Linked DNA regions of Macaca mulatta: region 2 is linked to region 1. Evidence: chromatin contacts called from public Hi-C data. All regions are on one chromosome and are shown on one strand. Each heading gives the region's core, a stretch centred on a gene start, on an enhancer-like site or on the middle of the called end of the contact. The rest is flanking DNA. Distances are from core to core; before and after follow the strand shown.

Region 1 (6,161 bases), core at 1,320-3,819:
CTGAGGGCTGTCAGAAAACTACCTAGTTGAAAGCATAGACTATTTCTTATAGAAAAGGAAAGGTGATTCAGAGGGTAGAACCAAAAGCTTGAAGGGAGAAGCCACGTGTGGAGGAGAGCTGCTCCCAGCGGGGAGATCTAGGGTTTCTTCAGTGAGCAGGAGGAATTGCAGGGCAGGCATGGCTGCGTTCCAATCGCTACATGCTTCCCCTTTCCCCCTGCGGGTTTGTAGTGTCTGCTGCAGATACTGTGTGTGTGGAAGGCAGTTCGCTTGTCTTTTTAATTCATGGGTCTACCTGTGTCCAACTTAGATCGTGAGATCCTAGTCTTTGCATTAGACCCTGACACCATAATGAGATGCGAGTTATGGAATCTTGGGAGAAAGTAAGTGTAGTTTGCACATCAGAGAATATAATATTTTATGGTCAAATGATAGATTCTGGTAGATTATAGATGACTACAAATTCTTGCTGCTTCTCCTATGGAGAGGTGGGGTTTATTTTCCTTCCCTTGCATCTGGCCTGGCCCTTTGCCTGGATTTGACCAGGAGAATGCAGCAAGAATGCTGATGGCACCTTTGTGGCTAGGCCTTTATCTGCAGCTTCCACCTGTGCTCCTCTTGGGAGAGCTCTTATGGAATCCAGTCACGTGTCAAGAACCCAAGTTTGGCCAAGTGGGAAACAGAGATAGGTTTTGCAGCTCTTCCTCCAAGGTCACAGACTTGCAAATGAAGCCATCTAACTATAACTTAATGACCGTGGCCTATGTCTCAAAGAGCAAAAGAAATGTCCTCCCCCTCCCTGCCTAAACTTATGATGCAAAAAATTGTGAACAAATAAAAGCCACAGACTTTTGGGGGCGGTTCGTTACTTAACAATCTTAACAATGGGTAAACCAAACAACTTCTCAGACGAGACCGCCTCCAGTAGGCTTGGCTCATGCCTTGGCCGTGGACCTCTCCAGAGATTAAATTTCCTGAAACTTCAGGTACATTGAGCACTATCCCAGTGTACTGTATATATGTGTTTAATTAAAACAGAAGGAGTGTGTTTTCATGTGATTAAAGTTGAATTATATGGCATACATCTTATTGAATTCTCAAAAATGGATCAAGTTCCCTAATATTTTATCTTGGTTATGTTGAATCTGTATTATAACTGAAACTGTTAGTCTGACTATACCATTTAGACCTGGTCATATTTCATGAAAATACACAGATGATCAATCAGAAACCATCTTAGGACAGTGAGTGCAGAGTGAAGAAACACGATTCATGTCTCAGTGGGCATGGTAGCCCTGCTAGATTTTTGGCATCGAATCCTTCCATTTCTCCCTCATTTTCATTTACAGAACACAGTGCTGTGGATGGAAGTTCTGAAAAGAACTATGATGTACAAAGAGAGAAAAGGAACATTTTAAATAAAGACAAATTCAAAACCCCAAACTCTTTGAAATTTCAAATAGTTTTCCCTCATTCACATCCATAAGCTGTAAATGAGGAACCACCTGAGACATCAGGGTCTTGTTTGAGTGTTTGGCTGATCACAGACCTTCTTTCTCTTTTCATGTCCCCTGATTTCCATCTGGGGAGCTGTGAGCTATACCCACAGTCATTACCAAAATTGATTTTGAGTCTACATCTAAAGCATTATCCACTACTTCCCTGAGGAAGATGAAATATGTATTTATCAAAATGTCTTGGCTGAAAAAAAGGTAAATAAAAGCTGATGTAATAATACCAGCATATTTGTATTTTTAAGCAAGAACATCGTCTGCCTGCCTGCCTGCCTGCCTGCCTGCCTTCCTTCCTTCCTTCCTTCCTTCCTTCCTTCCTTCCTTCCTTCCTTCCTTTTTCTTTTTCCTTTTTTTTGACGGAGTGTCTCCCTGTCTGTTGCCCAGGCTGGAGTGCAGTGGTGAGATCTCTGTTTACTGCAATCTGCACCTCCCGGGTTCAAATGATTTCCCTGTCTCAGCCTCCGGAGTAGGTAGTGCCCGCCACCATGCCCAACTGATTTTTGTATTTTTAGTACAGACAGGGTTTCTCCATATTGGCCAGGCTGGTATCGAGCTCCTGACCTCAGGTGATCCACCCGCCTCGGCCTCCTAAAGTGCTGGGATTACAGGTGTGAGCCCATCATGCTTTCATTTCAAATTTTCCTCCTTCCATTCCCATCTGTGAGGCTGGCTTCCCTGCAAGTGTAGTGAGCCGACCAGGGAAGCAGGTGCTGTAAGTAATGGATGCCTAAAAAGGTTGTCCGCAAAGACAGGTACACCTGTAAAGGACAACTGGCATGCTGTTGGAGTTTCCACAGATAATTACATTACCCAGACTTGTAAAATGTCAGACATAAAATAATAAACAGGACTCTGGATTTGGTGGTTCTTTCTAATCAAATAGAGCCATCTATGGAGCAAATCTTTATTTCACTGGTTTCTGTCAGAATGATGCCCTTTCGTCAGCAGCTCTTTATTCACGAAATACTGCACAGGCAAGCATTTTCCCCTCTCCACAGTATTAATTAAATTACATAAAACTGGCAGTGTTTAAATTCTGGCATCTGTATTGTCTCACTTAATTACACCCCTGGACTCCTTTCAAAATCCTTTCATTTGCTACAGGGACATCTATTGGTGAAAGGGGAAGAAATCAGATGTAAGTGATCAAATGTAATTTGGGGTTTGCACCTGGCCCCATCCCCAGCCTTACTGAACCGATTCCTGCAGTCTGTCTGTCTGGAGCACTTCCACCCCGTGCACAGTGGCTATCACTAGATAGCAGAGGGAAACTAACACAGCGACAGAGATTCATTTTGAATTAAGGAAATTCTATTGTTGGGCCTCACAAATAAAATACTTTTCTATATTCTTTCCATTTTTTTCAAACCCACTCAAGAATACCCTAAAGTGAGATACATTTTTTCCCTCCCCAATCTCAGCAACCTACTTACGTCATTTAAGGAGCTTCCTTATAGCTCGAGCTCACAAGAACTGCCCAGAAGCTCACAATGAACGCCATGCCTCAGAGGAGGTGTCTGAAAGCCAAGCTCAGCAGAGGCCAGTCCTGCCTTCCCAGGGCTTGGGCAGGGTGGACAGGACATTCGCAAGGCAGAAGAGCAAAGCACCCAGCTCCAGCTGTCAGGTTAAAAACTGTTGCCAGAATAAAGATTAAGGAGGCCCACAAGATTTTTTTTTCTGTGTTTCTTTTTTTTCTCGTCAGTTCTTTCTCCTTCTTTTTTCTTTTGAACTTAATGTGTCCAAAATCAAATTAGTTTATTCTCCAGATATACTTATCTCATCTATGTTTATTACTTTTTTTTTTTGTCTTAGTGAATGACTGTCATCCAAGCCAGAACCTGGGGTCATCTTTGATTTTTCTTGCCCGCTACATGCAGCCCCCAAATTTCAGCCTCCACCTGCTTCTCACCCCCATTGCCACTGCCTCAGTGTGGACAATCGCTAACCTGCAGCTGGGCTCTCATGCATTCTCTAGATCCTCGGAACTCTTGGCCCTTTTTCCACATCCTGAACCTGCCACTGGTGAGCCTTCTAAAATGTGAATCTTGCATGGTTACTGCCCAGTGGCTCCAAATTGCCTACACAATAAAATCCAAACTGCTTAGCATAGAAATTGGGACCCTCCATGATCCGGACCTTGATTCCTTCATCAACCTCATTTCTCTCTCTATTAAATTGTTCATTGTTGTTGAACCACTAAATAGGATCTATAGACTGAAGTGTTAAAACAGATAGTTAGACTCTACTAAGAAAATATGGGGCAAAATTCATCAAGTTTTTACTTTCTGTGGAAGCACTTTGAAAAGAGAGAAAAATCTTAGGTTTGATTCAGAAACAGTTGTGCTGGTTATAATGGAACATGGATTTATTTTTTGAACTAAAATTAACATATTTAGCAATTCAGAAAATACTGTTATTAATCAAACAGCTAAAAGTTTATCTGTCTTTCTTTTGTTGCTCATCAAATAGTTAATGAATGCTAGCAATATGCCATCCAATGCAGTGAGCACTGACCATGGGAAGATAAATGGGCCTTTTCCAGCCTTCCATGAGCTCACAGTCCAGGGAAGAAAAAGACAGTCACAGCCACATGATAGAGTATGGCTAATCAGAGAAACACAAATACATTTTTAGCTGTTTGGTTAATAATGCCATTTTACAAATTGTTAAATGTATTAATTTTAGTTCAAAAAACATTGAAGTTCCATCATAAGCATCAATTGTGTTTCTTTTTTTTTTTTTACTGGTATGATCTTTATTATAACCTCCATAATAACCTGTATTTACAAAAAGAAAAAATAAAAATGTAAGTTGTAGGAACAGTATTCTCCAAATTATTTGACATTTAAGACCACTGACAAAAAGAATCACTAGAGATGTTTCTTAATCAAACCAAAGCACCCAGGTTAACCTAGCTTGTGTTAATTACATCTCTATATCACATGTATATCACAGGTAGTAAAAACCTCAGGTAAATCTCACTTGAGGAAAAAAAGGGTTATTGTTTTACAAAAAGGCAAATTTCAGGGTGGGGGTTGACATTTACATTTAGTTACAGTTTGATCCAGGTACCCCACTATGTTCTCAATTTCACTCTCCTTCTCTCAACTATAGTTACTTTGCCGTTGTTTTTCACACATCAACCATCCCCATGTAGTGAAAAGTACTGACACTAGAAACTCCAGGTTTCATTAAATCAGTTAGTCAACTTTATAGACTCAAACAAGCCTTTATAGTAATTCTATAAAAAGGTCCCAGATGATTGAACATTCCTGGCCTTGCTTGGGTCACATGTCCACTCTTGATCCAAACATGTAGCTAAAAGAATACAAAGTACTGATTGATCAACATTATCCTCTTAAGCTTGGGGTCAAGGCATGGGGTAAGCTTCCTCCAAACAATGCAGGCTGAAAGTACAGAAACAGCAGTTCTCCAGGGGAAATTTACCAAAATAAAGAGGAAAATATGTTGGACAGAGAAGAAACAAAATACAGTTATTACTGTGCTTGAGCTGAATCTTGAAAGATGAGTAGAAGTTATCCAAGTAGAAGAGATGATGAAAGTCATTCTAGGCAGAGGGAGCAGATATGGAAAGACAGAGCATAAGAACACACGGGACCTTCAGGTACCTTTTACAATTATTTCAATTTGATAGAATAGGTGTGGATATATGGCAAGTTAGAGATCCGGAGATGTTGATTGAAATTGTAATGAGTCGTACTGGAGAGGCAATGGGAAGTACTTGTAAGTTTCAATAATCTTTTGGGGAAGACTTCACGTACCAGAAACACAAACACTTTAACATTTCAGTAATATCATTACTGAAGATTAGGTAAAGCTGTCTTCTGAAGGATTACAACCCTTGTATCTTCGTCCTTTGCACCTAGTTGTGGTCAAATAGCTGAAGATGGGTTTCTGACTTAAAAGCAAGCTGGGATAAAATCTCTCCCTTTAGAGAACCCCCATATAGGTGGGTCATTTGCCAGGTCCATCAGATCAGCACTCTAGGGAGAATTAACTAGTAAGAAGTAGACATAGAGTGGTAGCAGAAGAGGCAGAGAGTGGTTGCATAAGCTTAATGGCAAGAACTAGAGATGGCGTGACAAGAACACAGCTACTAAAACTGTGGTGTGTCTTAAACCAACATTCCAGTTCCTGTAACAATATTCCAGCTTCTGTGAGACTGTGCTGTGTGACTTTCCTGTATGGTTCTGCTGTGCAGATGGAGTCGTTGCTATTGCTGTCCTTTGTGTATCTCTACAATGAACTCCTAATCTTATGGTCACTCCAGAGGGCCTCTGTTTCTTGCTACCCAAAGGAACTCAAACAATTTAAGACCCTGACATATATCAATCCACAGTCTTCATGATAAACTGAAGGCACTGGAGAAACTGAAGCATGTTATTGTAAAAATTCATGATAAGTTTGTTTCCCAATTAATTAAACAAAAGAGTACGCCCTAAAATGGAGGAAGGAGGAGTGAACCAATTACTCCATTTCTTCTATGTACATGGGAAAGTTTTTCTACTCTCATTAAAACAGAAACTCTTATCTTCACCCTCTTCATCTGGTAACAATAAAATATTTTTATAACCAAACAGTGCTTTAGAGATCATGGCAGCAAACCCAGGATTTCAGTCTTCTTGA
Region 2 (6,161 bases), core at 1,652-4,151, 790 kb before region 1:
GGCACAATAGATAGGAATGATTTCTTGTCCCTAGGTGCTGCTTTGGTGTGTTCAGGATAGACTGTATTTGAGTGACTTCAGTTTAAAAGGAAGCTGAGTATAATCATACGTAGCTGATTGTCATTTAACACAAATAGCTGTGTTTTTAAACATAGGTGTGTCTTTAATTTAAACAGTGCCATCACTTAGAAAACTGATAAATTGAAGCTTTCACTTAGCTGAAACTTAGTTCTTTTATTTCTTTTTTTCTTTTTCTTTTCTTTTTTTCCTTTTTTTTTTTTTTTTTTTTAGTCGGAGTTTCACTCTGTCACCCAGGCTGGAGTGCAATGGCGTGCTCTCGGCTCATTGCAACCTCCACCTCCTGGGTTCAAGCAGTTCTCCTCCCTCAGCCTCCTGAGTAGCTGAGATTACAGGCGCCCGCCAATTTTTTGTATTTTTAGTAGAGACAGGGTTTCATCATGTTGGCCAGACTGGTCTTGAACTCTTGACCCTGTGATCTGACCACCTCGGCCTCCCAGAGTGTTGGGATTACAGGCGTGAGCCACCACGTGTGGCCAGCTCTTTTATTTCTAAAATGTCTATTACTGTGCTTTAGCAGTAACAGTGTTTGAAAGTCTGATGAATTTTTAAAAAATATATTGCAGAATTGATTTATCTAGAATTCTTGTAATTAGCAAGAAAAGGACTGCACTTAATGTTTTCATCTTCAGTTTCTTGATGTGGAAACTAGTTTGAAAATCCAGCAATCCTATCAAGTCTAACAAAATATGTTCAAAAAGTTGCTTCATGTATTAGTCTCATATTTTTATAGAACTAAATTTTGAGGTTGGGGAAATGAATTGATTGTAAGATTTCGATCACATTATTTATTATAAGCAGAATGTGTCATACTCTGCTTAGCAGATAAACAGATATTGAAGTATCAGAAAGAACATCATTAGTCGGGTGTGGTGGCTTGTGCTTGTAACCCCAGCTACTTGGGAGGCTAAGGTGCGAGGATTGCTTGAGCCTGGGAGGTCAAGGCTGCAGTGTTATGATCGTGCCACTGCACTCCACTTTGGGCAACGGTGGGACCCTCTCTTAAAAAAATAAAATAGAATAAAACATTGAAGTGCAGTTACATCCTTAAGTGGCTCCACATTATGGCCACAATGTAAGTAAAGGGCATGTGTGTGTAGGCATTTATATCTGTAAGTGGAGACATGCGGTGAATGTGAGCTGGGCTTTGTGAGTACTGGGGCTGGTTAAGTTCCAGCTGAGAAAGGTTTTCAAAATGATGAAATATCTGGTTGGCCCGGGGATTGAATAAGTAGCAGGCCTTAAGTAAGCACCTTGCTTTTGCTTTAGTGCAGGAGAGGTCATTGTGGAAACTGGACCTGATCTGGTCAGTAGCAAATCACTGGGGAGCCCTTGGCTTTTAAGCTGATTTTAGTTTGAAATACATAGGAAAAAGCAACAAAATAATAGTACATTTTAAGAGTAGAAGTAGGAAAATGCGTGGTAAAAAAACAAACATACAATTTTAAAATTTGAAACCGAGCCAGGCGAGGTGGCTCACGCCTGTAATCCCAGCACTTTGGGAGGCCGAGACAGGCAGATCACGAGGTCAGGATTTCGAAACCAGCCTGGCCAGTATGGTGAAACCCTGTCTCTACTAAAAATTAGCCAGGCATGGTAGTGTGTGCCTGTAGTCCCAGCTACTTGGGAGGCTGAAGCAGAAGAATTGCTTGAACCTGGGAGGCGGCGGTTGCAGGGAGGAGATTGTGTCACTGCACTCCAGCCTGAGCGACAGAGTGAGATTCCATCTCAAAAACAAATAAAATTTGGGACCTTTTCGTAAACTCTTCAATGTCATAGTTTTACAGGGTCTCAAAATTACCTTGCAGATTGTATCAGAGAATTGTGTTTTAGAGCTGCAGGTTTCCTGAGAGTTGGGGGCTTCTCATAGGTGCAGAGACTAAGACTTGAAGCGGTTGTGACTTGCCTGTGTCTCAGGACAAGTTAGCAGCAGAGCTGGAGTGAGACACTCACTTCTCCCCTCTGTTCCATTGTATGGCCTCTCCACAAGGGGAACTGGAGGGAAAAACCTGGAATATTTCCATGTGCTAAAAAGCTGCTGCTGTTGCCTCAAGTTGTGAAGGTAAAGAAGAAAAAGCAAATGGTTTTTTGCTAATTCTGTGATATGCTGGTTTTGAACAAATGATGGTCAAATTCTTAGAACTAGAATTTATTTTTAATGATAACTAATTAAAAGGCTAAAAGCGAGAAAGGCATTTTTAGAGAATTTCAGCTCATTCACTTCTTTGTAAGCAAAGACTAGAGCCTCAGTTTTTTGAATAATGTAGTAAAAATTGTTGCTGCTATTATTTTTACTAACTACTGAAGAGGAAACATTTTTGATTCGGTGATTTAATAGAGAAGTATACTATTGCTAAGTGATTCAAGTCAGGAGTGTATACTTGTATCAGTTTTAGATCAGCCTGGGGTAAACAGCCCGGTAATATATCTGGTAGATAACTGGAGAGTGACACCCATGAGGTGGATGGTTATGAATTGAATGGAAACGGTGCTGCACCAAGTAGCCACCACATCATATTCCTGATGCCAGCATCTGGAGGATGATTGCTCATTTCAAATAATTCAAACAAATTAAACGTAATCCACAGTTCTTTGCTGTGTTACAGTAATTGTATCCCTTTGATATAGTTGTTACATGGCAGGTGAATACATTTTTTTAAGAAAAAAATTTCAAACTGGGATCGAAAAAATTACCCTGAAACTGCACCTAATTGTCTATTGTCGCTGATTCTACCGTGGTTGCAGTGATGCCCTGTTATCATGAGAGTATTCAAGTTTTAACTCTGTGTGTGTGCGCATGCACATGGGTGAGCCAGCATAAAGATGAAATTTATGTTTTTGTGCATATGCTAATGAGACCCTGTGGTGAAGTGGTAAGCATTCTTGGACTGTAGACCTGGGATCTAATCATGACTCTGCAATTAACTAGTTTGGCGATCTTGGGCGAGATAACTAATCTCTCTGAACCTCAAGCTTCTTCATCTGTGAATGAAATTATTAACTGCCCTGCCAACCTGAAATCCAAATACTCTGAAGTTGATGGGTATTCAGAAGAGCCTCTCATACTATAAAGTAGCAGCATCACCTGCTTGCTTTTTTTTTTTTTTTTTTTAAAGTCTTGCTCTGTCGCCCGGGCGCTGGATCTTGGCTCACTACAACCTCTGTCTCCCAGGTTCAAGCGATTCTCCTGCCTCAGCCTCCCCAGTAGCTGGGATTATAGGTGCACACCTCCACACCTGGCTAATTGCTGTATTTTTAGTAGAGACAGGGTTTCACCATGTTATCCAGGATGGTCTCAAACTCCTGACTTCAGGTAATTAATATGCCTGCCTCAGCCTCCCAAAGAGCTGGGATTACAGGTGTTAGCCACTGCCCCCGGCCTGTATCATCTGCTGTCTATCAACATTTTAGAATTGTTTATGATAGGGTAAACAATTAGATAAGCAAAGCAGCTTTTAGAGGATGAGAAAAGAAAAAGAAAGGTAATGTATCCATGTAGGTTCAGCTAGTTTTTATGTGCATGAGAATCACTACTAACACTCTGGTAGTTTAGAGGATGTCACTTTGAGCTGAACTATCTAGTTATGTTTATTTGAGAAGTGGAACCTGAGTTGGTATTAACAGTTGGTATGATTTAATGAGGTGAATGGGAAGGTGGAGGATGTTCCAGGAGAAGGGAAGGTACAGCAGTGCCAGCACCATGGTGATGGGCAAGGCTTAGGAAATAGGTACAGATTTAGTTAGTTGAAATGGCAAATGCATAGATAGAAGTAGTGGGAATTAAGAGAGACTACAGAAAGCAGACCAGGTTAGGGCTAGATTGTGATGGGCCTTGAAGGCCAGAATACGTAGTCTGAATTTTAATCTGAAGGTTGTAGGGAATCTTTAAGGCTTGGATTATTTGGGGGTGTCAGAATGAACTCTTTGTGCATAAACTGAGAATGTGTAGAATATATATGGGTTTAAAATAGACATTGGATGAAGTGTGAAGAGTCAAACTATTATATATGTGGTTAACCCATTAGGAAAATTTTTTGAATAGTGATATTTTCTCAAAATAGTATTAATAAAAATATTTATATTGAGTGTTCTGTATTTTAAACTCTAAAGATTTTTTAAAGTGTGTTTTAACTAGAAACAAGTCTTTCTTTTCCTTACCTACAGATTAGTGTATTCATTCTGAAAGATGGAGAACATGTGGGGCTCATTTGTTTAGCTGTCAGCCCAATTTTTAGTTAGAGAATTGAGCTTTCATTTCTATATGAGCTAAAGACAATTGAAGAGACTCTTAGAGAGAATCTTTGGAGTTCTTGAATTAATTTGCCTTGAAGAAAATTTTGTCCCAGTGTCAGAGATCGATTAAATATGTTTTACCAAGTTCGATGTGGACTTAAAATTTAATTGTATTAATTTTTGTATTTAGTTATTTTAAGTAAATGAGAGATATCTTGACATTCTATCCGAAGAGAGATACATATTTGTGTATCTTTAAAAATTAACACTTCACTACATAATGACATTACACTGAACAGGATGGGTTAATCCTACAGATGATGTAATAACCAGTCCATATTCAGATTTCTCTAGTGGATCCACAGATATTCTTTATAGCTGGATTGTCCAAACCAGAATCTTACTCAACACCACTCGTTAAATCTGGTGGTTACACTTTTTAAAATCTAGAACCATCTCTTTTTTTTTTTTTTAAATGGCATTGATTTAACTTGTTTAGGACTTTTTCCTTTATGCGCTATGTATCTATTACATTGGAAGCTAGATCTAAAGTAGGTTCAAGTATAGCATCTTCCACTAGAGGACGTCATAGGTGCTGCTGTGTACTTTATGTTATATCACATCAGGAGGCACAGTAACTGGTTCTGCCTTCAGAGAAGGAAAGATTGATAGCTGGATTAGAGTGGTGATAGATGAATCCTTGTACTTTAAAGGTCGTTTTTTTGTTTTTTTTCCTCTTGGAACCAGAAGGTGCCCCATCAACGAAGGGTGCCCCATCAACATTCACACCATGGTTTTAACCAGTTTTTTGCCTGAATCAGTTTCATTAGAGCTTGCACCATGATGATATTTTAATTCGGCCATTCTTTCTGCAATTACTTGGCATCCTTTGAAAGGTACAGCTTTCTCACACCAACACGGAAATACATTGCTGTTTTGGAGTAAGTTTCTAATAGGGCAAGCCGGATATATGCTGCTGTTTATTATTATTTGGTTCTCAAAGTAAAGTGTTGGTTTGCTGGCTGCCTCAAATGGAGACCAATGAATTTTTTCTCTTTTTTCTAGTCATCATTGTAGACTCATGGATTTCATAGATTCAATGTACTTAAGTCAACTATAATTAATTTTGATGTTAAAATTATTACAGCTTTAGCCATTGATAATTAAACTGGCTTCTGTGTCTGTTGAACTCCTACTTGCTTTCTGGGGCAACGTTATGCCCCAGGCTCCCCTTGTGCCTTGCCTGCCTTGCCTGTTCTGGAGCTAGACTTGGCCATTTCTCCAATAGGATTGGTATGAAATACTTGAATTTAGATGTTAAACATGTTCATTACTCTCAGAATGTGATTACTTCTGAGCCATTTTCTATGGACAATATTGATTTTAAAATTCGTTCATTTTTATATTTTCAATTCAATTTTAACATTGTTAATTTTATAGTCATGTCTTTATTTTTTTTTGCCGACCACAGCTAAACTAATGTTGTTCTTGATGGTGACATACTTATTTGTTTTATTCTACGATATTAAGGAAAATACTTTCAAAATAACAAAATTAATAATATTACTAATAGTAAAACTATCTTAAAAATTTTTTTTTAAATTTGTTTTAGACATGTTACCAATAATAGATATAGCCAGTGACCCATTCTTCTGGTTGATGACAATTATTTTCCTTTTTTTTGGTGGGGGGACCCTCATTCTGTGTATACCAAGTTTTAATTTCTACTAAATCTTATTTTTGACTTTTTGATGCTGTCATTTATTAGCTGTGTTCTTTTGTGGTACTTACTGCTTCTACTAGCTTTTACCTTATGCTCAGCAGAAATGGAAAATACAAATATGTTTTAA

The links. Hi-C and Micro-C count contacts between places; a contact is called where the count stands out from the background.
Region 2: a contact with region 1 is called in a Hi-C map of fetal cortex germinal zone, with 4 times the contacts expected there. The contact joins two enhancer-like sites. A contact is called at or near these places in 2 of 14 Hi-C or Micro-C datasets (fetal cortex germinal zone and fetal cortical plate).

Annotation. Positions count from the first base shown.
Region 1 is chr4:7,932,374-7,938,534 of T2T-MMU8v2.0, reverse strand. No RefSeq gene overlaps it. Among named protein-coding and RNA genes, the nearest start is that of QKI, 800 kb to the left of the region's middle. Within about 2 kb of position 2,569, at least 4 of the 40 cell types and tissues checked have an H3K27ac peak or open chromatin away from gene starts, as enhancers often do. A contact at or near this core is called in fetal cortex germinal zone, where this site is marked.
Region 2 is chr4:8,719,936-8,726,096 of T2T-MMU8v2.0, reverse strand. The region is part of intron 1 of QKI (QKI, KH domain containing RNA binding); the gene reads left to right. Among named protein-coding and RNA genes, the nearest start is that of QKI, 9.8 kb to the left of the region's middle. Within about 2 kb of position 2,901, at least 5 of the 40 cell types and tissues checked have an H3K27ac peak or open chromatin away from gene starts, as enhancers often do. A contact at or near this core is called in fetal cortex germinal zone, where this site is marked.